Regions from separate parts of the Mus musculus genome. Here region 1 is linked to region 2. Evidence: chromatin contacts called from public HiChIP or PLAC-seq data. All regions are on one chromosome and are shown on one strand. Each heading gives the region's core, a stretch centred on a gene start, on an enhancer-like site or on the middle of the called end of the contact. The rest is flanking DNA. Distances are from core to core; before and after follow the strand shown.

Region 1 (6,090 bases), core at 399-2,898, 200 kb before region 2:
TTTTTTAATTGTTGACCCCCAAAGCCTCCTGTTTGCATCTGTTTATTAAATTGCCAGCTCAGCTGTGAAACGCCCTTTATGGTGTTATTTTATTGGTGGGCCATTCGGGAACCCAGCACCACACAAACAGGATAAATATTTTTCTTTGCTGCACACACCCCATGTTGGGGGCCACAGAAGAAGGGGAGAGAGGAGTTTGTTGACAAGTTCTTCATTCATCCCTCTGAGAGGAGCTGTGAAATGTAACCCTCACATTCCACAGGACAATCAACCCCCGCCTGCTTGAGCTCATTTGGAGGTGTGACGTTCCACTCAAAGGGCAGCTGTTAATTTTATTGACCAAATTTGGAAAGCAGGGAGTTCCATAGTTAAAGGGGGGGATTCTGGAAGAGCAATGACCATTTCAAGCTCGGGAGAGTGGTCACACGGTTGCAGTTGGTTTGGGTATTTTGTATTGTTTTGTTGTATTTTTGTCTTATTTTCCTTTCAGCCCTTGGAGGAAACTTCCAACGCCATTGCTAGATTCAAAAGACTTGATATCTTTAAGATAGGTTTGTCAGTATTCGTTATCACAGCCATTATAAGCTTCTCCCTCAAATCCACCCCGCCCAGTAATTCCTGCAATCTCTTCCTGCCCACATTATAGATTAAAACAAGTGTGAGCCAGTGTAGTGCCCTAAAGTGGGACTCCTTGACCCCAGAGCCTAGGTTACTGAAGCGTGCCACTTGACTGCCTCTCTCCTTGCATCATTGTATAACTGTAGAGTTATCATTGGGAGTTTGCATACAGCTGAAATTTTCCGTGGTTTGCAGCAGATTCTCCTTTCTTGTCCATGCACAGAACAAGAAAGAGTGAAAGGGTTAAAAAGCTGCCTTGTGCCTCCATCTCTGGCTTTCAGACATAGTGTCCTCAAAGAAAAGCACCTTTAACTTCCAAAGAATTGACAGACACCCCTCCCCCAGCCCCCGCAACCCCATCCACTCTGTGCCTCAACCCAGGGGCAGATTCACGCCTATAGGAGTTGGAGCAGCATATTAGTAACTTAGTGCTGTGTTTACCCAATGCTAAACTTGAGCTGGACCACAGAATGAGTGGACCCTGTCAATATTTGGACTTTGAGGAGAACGGTTTATAACTGTTCAGACTTGTGTCTGAATTGCACTTTGAAACCAGCCTTTGCCAGCTTGCTCCCAGACTTCCTTCTTCGCTTGCTTTCAGAAAAGCTATTTAGGGATATTTCCTTTGGAAGGGTTGCTGGGGGCTGTGGGGAATGAGTGGGGACAAGTTCAGAATATCATAACGTGATATGGAAAAAAAGAAATGTAACCCAAGCACCGAAAAACTCCACCATGGAGCAATGTTATTGTTGGCTGAGTGGTAGGGTCCGTCTGGGTCTCCCAGAATGATCGGGAGGGGTGGGGGGCAGGGGTGAGGGGGCTCTGCAGTCTACGGATGCTTCTATTGTTGGTGGTGCGAGCTTGTAAATAGTTAAAATATTTACCAAGGCACCTCTGAGCCGGAGCTATCCCATTTTATTATTTATACCTTTTCAGAGGGACAAAAATGGAGGTGTCCACTAAACGTGATGGATTAGGCTTATAAACAGCCATTATGGCCGTCAAACCTCACATGTCAGCTCCTCCTTTGTGTCCGCGCATTTCTAAGCTAACCAGTGATCCATGCATAAGATAGAAGGTTAAGAATGCAGAGGAAAGGAGTGTGGACTGCGAGCAAGATGCTGTTTCTGCTGATTGGAAACACAGCTGTAAAATGAGGAAGACGCCTGGCAAGAGGCGAGAAAGGGGACTGTGTGTATACATACAGTTGTGGGGTGTGCATGTTTGTATGTGTGTGTGTGTACCTGTATGTGTGTGTGTGCTCATGTGTGTGTGTGTGCTCGTGTGTGTGTGTGTGTGTGTGTGTGTGTGTGTGTGTGTGTGTGTGTGTGTGTGTGTACAGAAGGCAGACTCTGGGGAATGTACAAGCCCCCGCAATCTGACACATTGCTTGCGTTCTCATGGTGTGGGCTGCAAACCTGCAAGGCCTCTACCTGCCAGCACCCTCAGCTGTTTCCTTAGTGATTGCAGCTGGCTTTTGTTTTCCCAAGATAAAAATCAGGAAATGCAAAAATTAAATAGGATTTGAGAAGAAAAAGGATGGGCCTTGGGTCAGAGGGAGAAGGGTAAGCCAGCAGGTACCAAGACTTGTTGACAGAGGAAGATCCCATCTTTCTGTGCCTAAGTTAAAAAAAAAAATTAAATGGGGGGTGGGGTGGGGTGGGGTGGGGGAGAGAGGCACTCCACAGTGCAGGTGCTCCGTGCCATGCCATGCCTAGAAACCAAACTCCTTGAAAAGTTTGGTTGAAGCAAAGTTCCTTGTGATTCCTAGGAAGGTTCATTGTCAAACCAGCTAATGGGGAGGAAATGGCAGGTAGAAGGTGAATGCAAATTGTGTTATTGTTGGCTCTCTGTAGCTGCACGTGTTACAGGCAGTTGCTGTGTGTGAGAGAGAATAAAAAGTGGCTTCCTTTCAGCTCCTTACCCTGAAGTCCCAGGCCCTTTAATCTGTTGGTCACTGACTTCCTGCCCTGTACAAACTCAAGCCTATAACTTAGTTCTCTGTTCTTTAAAGGGGAGCCCCACAATTAATGGGCATGGGGTTTTAGAAGACACGCAGGCTCGGTGGGGCTGGGATCTCCTCTAACAGCTCTAAACATGGACTGGAATTTTCATTTCAGTGACTGTCGCCTAGCTGTCTTCTCTCGAGATCCAGGAAAGAAATTATGATGTCCCTTTTTTTTTCATTTATTTATGGTGTTACTTATTTATTGGGGACCCTCGGATAAGAACTTGGTCCTGTAACAAGTGGCAGATTTATTTCCATATATCCCATGTAGTTAGTGTAAAATTAGAGAGAAGAGAAATTAGAAAACACAAATACCCACACAGACTTTCTTTACAGACAAGCAGACTGGCTGGTCCTCTGAGCGCCGCTACTTGGGTCTCTGGGCACTTCAACCATCTCCTGGGGTGATGGCCCCTTCTATGTCCTTTTCAGACTGTCTGCCACATTAGTATGCTGCTACATCTACTGGTGCGCTTCTGTAAATACTAGGATCTGAATCACACCACTGTGGTGCCCAGACACGAAACACTCTTTCCAGAAAAGAAAAAGACACACACACACATACACACAAAACAGGTTTCTCACTAGATCTATCTTGTGTGGTGCTGCAGCCAGCAGATGACAATCTGGCTCTGTGGGAAGCATCCTCTATAAAGTGAACACCCTTTGTGAACCTCCTAAGACAGAGGAAGTCTTTGCCTTGTATTCACCGATGTGTATAAGTAGCTATAATAATTAATTCTTGCCAGCTGACCCTCAGATAAGGTCGCCAAAGCCTAGACAGGCTCAGTACACGATTCCCTTGGTAAGTTCTCAAACATAAGCACACCAGCTAGCCCTGAATTCGATCACTCCCCCGTGGATTCTCTTCTATTCTGGGAAGAGATAAAACTTTCGGTAGTTTGAAAGTGAACAGGGCAAAAGAAACATAGAGAGCTTCAGGGAATTACACCAAACAGTTTGGTCATCTAGTTAAACACCGTGTGCTTATGCACAAACGGAAGGCACATACGCTACCCGCTCACACTTTACAGCCCAGCCCCGCCCAGCCCAGCGCAGACAGACTTCACTATCTGGATGGCACCCACCCATAGTTGCCACTTTTCTGGCTCATTCAGTCTCCTTCTCCTCCCTCTTTTGTCTGTATCTTCCTTTTCCTCTTCCTCTCTACCTCTATGTCCCCTTTACTACAGTGAAGTCTTAGAACCCCACCAAGCCACCCAAAAGGCTTATTCTGTTTTCCTGCCCAGTCATGGACAGGGATGCTGGGACCGGCTCCTTTACTAACTTGATGAGAAACGGTTTGACTTGACTTTCCGCTGAAATCCCCATCTCTTGCCTGGCCTGGTGCTTCCCTGGTTGAGCCAGTTCTGGGAGCTCGGCTGCCCTCCTCCACTGCAGGCTTACATGGCACAGCAGCCAAGCAGTCACCAGAGAAGGAAACACCCTGGTTAGATTATAGATTCAGTTACTTGGGTGCCTAAGTGAATTTCAACTTCAGATACCTGGCAAATACGTTTTAATCCAAGCCCAGGATGAAGCACATGTCTCTTTTTCTGGAGTTTTCAGACTCTAAAGAGAGCAGTGGCTTTGTATATCTTATAAGGGGAAGTGCTGAGCAGAATTTCCACGTGCCAGGCTGCTCAACAAGGCAAGGGAGTTCTTTGAGGGAGGTTCCATGTGGGCCAAGAAGGTAGAGAGACAGAGACCATCACGGGCTGTTACTTAACCAAACATAACATCCAGTATTGGGACTAACTCACAGGTACCCGTCAAGGTAGAGTTTACATCATTCCCATTTTACAGATGAGGCAACTGAGGCAGAACTTACAACATACAGCATATAGCAACTATAGACTATGAAACAGAGATTCAGGCCACACAGTCTGATTCTAGATCCTGGGCTTACAGCAAAACGTGACCCCAGACCAGCATAGGGACAGTTTAATTTTACAACGACACTGAAAATGAAATATCAGCATCTTTGTCACCTGACCCAGAGCCTCTGTGTACACACATTAGAGGATCCCAGGGCTGGGATCGGTGAGTAAGGATATGCCTGCACCCAAGAGGACATTGGAACAACGTACCCATCCAGGGTTTTCCTTGCCCCAACTCTGCACAGACAGGGGCAGAGAGCAAGGAAAAGCACTGAGAACACAGGCCCAGATGAAGTACACTGATGAAAAGAAAGAAGAAGGGAGGGAGGAAGGGAGGGAGGGAGGGAGGGAGGGAGGGAGGGAGAGAGAGAGAGAGAGAGAGAGAGAGAGAGAGAGAGAGGAGAGAGAGGAGAGGTAAAAACACATTTTCTGATTTAAAGACCACCCAGGTGTGTGCTGGCCTGTCCACATTTTAGGGTCTTAGCCTCTTACTTCTAGTAAGAAAAGAAACAGATGTGGTCCCCATTCATTCAGAATGGAGGCAGAGGGGAGGGGTGGGGCTGGATGGTGGGTGATCACCAAGCTGTCTTTGACCCAGACAGTCTGCCTTCAAAGACAGGGACATTAACTTCCCCCTTCCTTCAAGCCTTTGGCTGTCACCTGCCCACTCAAAGTCCAAAACTTAGTAGGCAACTGACGTGTGCACGTTCCATGGAGGAGGAATTAAATAACGCACAGAGAGCCTTGGTGGTGTAGGCAGGAGTGGAACGCTGCCCTGGCCCGGAGATTCTGAAGATGAGTCTCACTGCATTAGAATCATCAGGGGGGGGGGGGGATGTGTGTGCTTCCCTCCCTCTCCAGGCCAGTTCTGAACAATTATCACCAACAGGGGGGTGGAGTAGGGGGATTGGGCTGTAGAAAGTCCTGTTCAACAAATCCTCCACTTTTGTCTTTCAGGGGGCTGCAGACCATGGTCCCTGCTTATTCAGCATTCCCCTCTCAAACCAGGCCTGGAAATCTCTGTGGTTTTGAGTCAATGATCAGACAGGAGAAGGGCACACTTCCTATAGGGGAGGAGGATTCGGCAGGGCTCTGGGCTTTGATGCTGTTTCTATTACATCCTGAATACATGAAAGAATATGGGAGGGAGAGGAAGAAATATAAAAGGGCAAAGGAAGAAAATGTTATTTTTCTTAAAAAAAAAAAAGTTGAAGTGGGGCGGGGAAGTGTCTGATTTGAAATATCCCTAGTAACAACCACACGTATCTCTGGGAGACAAAAGCTGGTTACAAACTGATTTAAGGCAGCTCCTTTGGGGCCTCATCTTCCCAGGAAATAATGGCAGAGAGGCAGGCGTGTTTAGGAGAGTGATGTTCAAATAGCAACGTCCGTGAAGCTGGGGTTAATTACAGGAAGGACTTTCCAGGGTAATTGCCCAAAAACAACACAGGGAGCCAAACTTAGCTCCACAGGCTCCAAAGTCAGCTCTGTGCCACTTCAGAAGGATCCCAGACAGTGGTCCAGCTCTAGGGGCTGGGGAGAGTCCCCAGGAGGGTCCTCCAGAGAGGCATGGTGCACCTTGAA
Region 2 (5,395 bases), core at 322-2,821:
ATGCACCTCTGGACTGGTGGTCCTGGATTTATAAGAAATCAGGCTGAGCAAGCCATAGGGAGCAAACCACTAAACAGTGTTCCTCTATGGCCTCTGCTTCAGTTCCTACCTCCGAGTACCTGCCTTGAGTTCCTGCCCTGACTTCCCTCCCCAACGCATCTGCTCTGGACATAGAAGTCAAACCAACCCTTTCTTCTCCAAGGTGAATTTGGTTTTGGTTTTTCTCAAAGCAATAGAAAACTAGTCTATCTGGCTTCTGGGATCAGTCCATGACATTGAACTTCAGTCAAGGACATTGTTAGTGGCTCAGCCAAACTCACTACTGCTGCCTCCTCTCATCAGAGATGCACACTGAGCCCTGGAGGAGCAGTTCTTAGCCAGAGAACTTCTTCCCTGCTCCGGTGAACAACTCTGAGCCTATGGGTCTCCTAGAGTTCCCAGTTCCCAGACATACCATATTCCTTTGCACACCAGTTAACATCCCCTTCCCTTCCCTGTCTCCCCTCTACGGATAATCCTGTCAACTTGCTTGGATTGGGAAGTACCTAGGAAGTTAGCAATGCATATCTCTAGCTGTGCCCCAAAAGGATCACTTACATCCCCCCCCACTCCTACTATGATGTGAGCTGTTCTCTCTACCACAACCTCTACCTTAATACAATAAAACTTTTGAAACCACTAACCAAATCTTTCTTCCCCTAAGGCACTTGTTCTCAACCTGTAGGTTGGGATCCCTTTGGAGGCCACATATCAGATATTTATACTATGATTCATAACAGTAGAAAATTATAGTTTGAAGCTTATGAAGCAGCATTGGAATAATTTTATGGCTGTGGGTCACCATATAAAAGGGTTGAAGCACTGGGAAGGTTGAGAACCACTGCCCTTAGGTGTTTTGATCAGGGATTTTTTTTTCTAGCTGACAAGCCCCCTTACTTCCCTGCCAGACATTCCTGAAATGACCATCCAAATAAATGTCCCATCTTCAATCCCTGTCTGAGGCCCTGCTTCTTTTGGTCTCCAATCAATATCAAATGAAGATGCTTCACAACTATTTTGTTTCTGGCAAATGATTCGGGTGTCAGTTTAGCCTTCCTTCACGCCTAGAACTTAAACTGGGGGACACTGAAACTAATCATAAGCTCTGGTGTGTGCACAGAGCATCACTGAGCGTGATCTAGGGACAGCTGACCTCAGAAGAGCCTGCTGTCTCAGCCCCTGACAGTCCCCACTAGGCCCAGCTCCCTTCTTGCACGCCAGCATCCTGGTCCCTGCAGGCAGTTGGTTGGGTTTTTTGAACTCTAGATTTGTATACAGTCCTGGGCTTTTTCTAGTTAACCCAAAACAAATCGGAGTGTTTTTTCTTGTCATCTGTTAATGTCTTCCTCCAATGTGGTGAGAGACTCTCAGAGGCTTGGGGAAGCCCATTTTCTCCTTTCTTCTTTTTCTACTCTTTTTAGTTTCCGTTTTTTTGCAGTGATTCTTCTCATTTTTTACAGCAAAGGCGACTCCTCTTGGATGATGGTCAGGCTTCCCCAGAACGGGTTGTTCAGATTAAACAGGAAATGGAGCAGACACTTCCTCTTTTCTCCTCAGTTCACAGTGGGCTCTCGTGTACACCTTGCCCTCGAGACACAACATAGGCTTTCAAAATCATGTCATTGTTCCCTCACCTCACGTGCTCCAGCGATGTGTATTCATGGCCCTTTTCCAAGCTGAAATCCATTCTTACGCTTTTACATCTTGTTCTTTCATATCAAAAGACACAATGCCACTGCATGTCACTGCCTAGTAATGCCTGGCAATATAACCAAGTGTGAATTTTAAAATCAACTATACATACTTAACATATTCTTTAAAGCACATGTGTGGGGGGTGACTAGGCAGCTAAAAGCACTTGCTGCACTTACAGAGGGCCCAGGTTCAGTTTTCAGCACCTACCTGGCAGTTCACAATGGTCTGTAGCTCAAGTCCCAGGGGATCCAATGCCCTTTCCTGGTCTCTGCAGCTACCAGGCATGAACACGGTGCATATATATATATATATATATATATATATATATATATACATATATATATATATATATATATGGAAACAAAACACCCATACACATAAAGTAATAATAGTAACCAGATGCCCACAGGACCTGTTGCTACACTATGTTATAATAGAGTGAGTTATAATGTCAAGTTCTATCAACTTAGAAAATTGGGTGTTTATCTGAAAAGGGCCACGGCTTCTGCTCCATGGCTCTGAGTCTTCATTAATCTCATTGCTACAGCTGTAAGAGGGTCAGTCATGGAGTAAGAAGGGGAGATCCATTCTGTCGTTTGGGCAGCCAGCCTGCAAGTCTCCAAAAAGGCAGCCATTAGAAAACCATGCCTCTGGTCGTCTTTTACCTCTTGAAGCTCAGCAAAGGACTGGTGGGATTCTGAGAAATCCTTTTCTTAGAACCACCCCGGTCACAAGGCCTCCTTATTTCTCCTTCTGTGTGGCCCCGTGTGGGACACAGTTTTGCCCTACATCCACTCTGCAGTAGGAGCTCTGAATGAACAGGGACACCTGTTTAGAGTAGGATCTAAACCTTCCTCACTTCTGGCCATCTCCACTCAATGAGCGCAAGCCTCAGGCCCAGCACAGGGCTAAGGGCCAAGGTATTCAGTGGATACTTTCCAAGCAGAAGTTATAATGGGAACATCAAAGGGCCAGCATAGGATCCCAGCAGGGGGTAGAAAGCCTTTGGGACACAGAGATCCCTGCAGACTCTACAGTGGGATGGAGCCTCCCTTTAAAAAGGCCCACACTTAGCAGCCCCACCAGAGAGAAGAGGGGAAAGCCTGAGAAACCTCAGAAAACTCAGTTCAAAAAGTGAGAATGGGCCTCAGCTGTGGAGACTTCCTCCTGGGAAGCCTAGGGAGAGGCTCACCAGGGAGTCCTACCTCAGGCTAGGCCTGGCTTCTTCCTTCATAAGCACTTCAAAGGCTCTCATTGCTCTTAGGAGAAAGTCTCAATTCTTAAGTTGGGCCTGATGGACCTCTCCTGGTCCCTCGCTGTGCATCCAAATGTCTGACTGGAGGGCTGGGCCTGGTTCCAGTTGTAAGATGCGATCCCTGCCTTTCAGGAGCTCACAGAATGAGGGGGTGGAGACTCATGAGTGACAATTAGGTTGAGGAGAAGGCTTGGTGAGGTCTGTGAGAGCACAGAGACAGGAGTGACTAGACAGGCCACTGTCATGGGGGAAAGGATGTCCTCAAAGGACCGTCCAAAGCCTCCAACACAAAGGGACAACTCGTCAGAAGAAGAATCTCAAGGAGACTCAAGGTCTGACAGGGAGAATGGCTTGACTCTTCTAATAGAAGCTCCAGACTGCCTAGGATACAAGGGATTCACTTAGACATGTGACCATGAGGAACATCGAGGGAACCGAGGTGTCATTGTTCAGGCTGTGTTGGTCCTTCTTCCCTTGGGCAAAGGCGTCTGCTTGTGTCTCTGGGTAAATCCAGGTGGTAGCAAAGCTTCAGGACTTTCTGTTACCTCTTGGGCCATCTCTTCTCCTTAGCACTTATTCAGCCAATGTATCTGCAAAGGGTGACAGAGGTGGCCACCAGTACCTTCAAAGATCCAAGTATGAGGCTGACTTTCTATACAGCTAGTGACTGTCCCCTATTAGTTCCCATGACTTTCCAAGACAAAGAATCTTACTGGTCCCTATTCTGCAGTGTAACTTCTCCTAAACTGATTTCTGTGCAGGAGAATGCAATGTTCTCAATGGCTAGACCTGAGCCATAGGCTGTCTTCTATAATCAGAGGTGGGGGTCCCTTCTCCCATATGGTATAGACGTTGAGTAGTAAGGACTAGAACCGCAGAAAAAAAAATAAGGCGCTACAGTCACGATGATAGTACACATACTGCAAATGAAAGTAAGGCCAGGCCTCCCAGCTAGATGTGCAGCTCTTACTGAGGACAGCATCCCTCCAGCCAGAGCATGGATGTTCCTCAGATTCCACACCCTGGATGAGCATTAGTACTTCACTTCACCCAGAGCTGCGTGCTTATCTGTTTTGTCTGGACAAAGTTCTGTGGTGCTCCTGCAGCAGGGAACAGTTCTATCAACGAGGCCCGCAGTTTTGTTAGTTTTATCAGGTAGCAGAAGGTCTATGCTGCTGGGAAGCTGTAATCTCCAGTTATCTCAAAGGAGCTGCTTTCCAGCATGTTCTCTGTAGTGTGTGTTGTCAGCATCGCCCTATCTCACTTTCAGACAAACACTGATGAAAAACCCACACCTTTTCTTATCAGGTGAGCGTGCTGAGCAGCAACGTCACTGCATTCATGAAAATAAATGTTCAAAACTCCTGAGATACCATGTGCTCTGCCCTCCCCGCTGCTACTTGTCTGTGTGATGATACCAAGATGTCACACAAAGTACCCAACAGCAGAGACATCCATAGGTCTCCTGCCTCCCTCCTTCCTTTCCTCATTCCTTTATCAAAGACACATTAGGCAATCTCATGGCTTGAGTATCAGGTGTGCCTCCATAGGCTCACATATCATGTGCTTACATCCTAGTCGGTGGCACTCTTTGGGAAAGTTAACAAAATTTGGGGAGATATTTTGTCACGGAGATGACAAAGTAATAAGTACTGATTGCTTTTCTCACTGACTTAAGAAATGTAGCGTTTATTCTGGTTCACAGTTTGAGGGCACAGTGCATAAGTCAGGTGAGTCCTGGTTTCAGGAGCTTGAGATGGCTGGCCACACTGTATCCACAGTCAAGAAGCAGGGGATGATATATGCCCCTGCTCAGCCAGCACATAGGATGGCTCTACCCACTCTTAGAATAAGTTGTCCCACTTCAGTCAACCAAATCCAGATAATAATTCATGAACAAGGCTGCTGGTGGCTTGTCTGTTAGATGACTTCAGATTCTATAAAGTTGACAGTCAATGCTAACCATTCTTTGTCAACCCCATAAGCTATGACCTTCTGCCGTTTACCCTCCATTAATCTCATGACCATTTCATAACACATAAATACAGTCAGTCGAACTTTGTACGGTGTCATGTGCTTTAGTGATTCCTGCATTTTTAGCAAGTTCAGGTCTTATCTAAGACTCAAGGTACTGTGTTAACTTTGAGTCACATACTTCCGATACACCATGGCACAGAAAGGAAGACACCAGTCCAGCAAGGAATAATCATGCCAAACCAAGACCAAAATCTAAGAGCACAATGACCAAACACTACAGTTCCATATCCAGTATCTGAGTCTCCTGACAGAATCTTCTGGGTTCCAAAGAGATCGGGTAGCCAGACTCCTCCATTTCTGCTGCCTGACACACACCTATACATAATCACTTTCTTAGGTTGGTACCACTTTGTGCCTGCAATTTTCCTC

Evidence for each region. HiChIP or PLAC-seq counts read pairs in DNA pulled down with a chosen protein or histone mark.
Region 1: a contact with region 2 is called in an H3K27ac HiChIP or PLAC-seq map of microglia, with 4 times the contacts expected there. The contact joins two enhancer-like sites. A contact is called at or near these places in 2 of 484 Hi-C or Micro-C datasets (embryonic stem cells and nephron progenitors) and 1 of 115 datasets of contacts at active chromatin or transcription factors (microglia).

The regions. Positions count from the first base shown.
Region 1 is chr8:89,383,104-89,389,193 of GRCm38.p6, reverse strand. No RefSeq gene overlaps it. Among named protein-coding and RNA genes, the nearest start is that of Gm35593, 41 kb to the left of the region's middle. Within about 2 kb of position 1,648, at least 24 of the 459 cell types and tissues checked have an H3K27ac peak or open chromatin away from gene starts, as enhancers often do. A contact at or near this core is called in microglia, where this site is marked.
Region 2 is chr8:89,178,772-89,184,166 of GRCm38.p6, reverse strand. No RefSeq gene overlaps it. Among named protein-coding and RNA genes, the nearest start is that of Gm35542, 38 kb to the left of the region's middle. Within about 2 kb of position 1,571, at least 1 of the 459 cell types and tissues checked has an H3K27ac peak or open chromatin away from gene starts, as enhancers often do. A contact at or near this core is called in microglia, where this site is marked.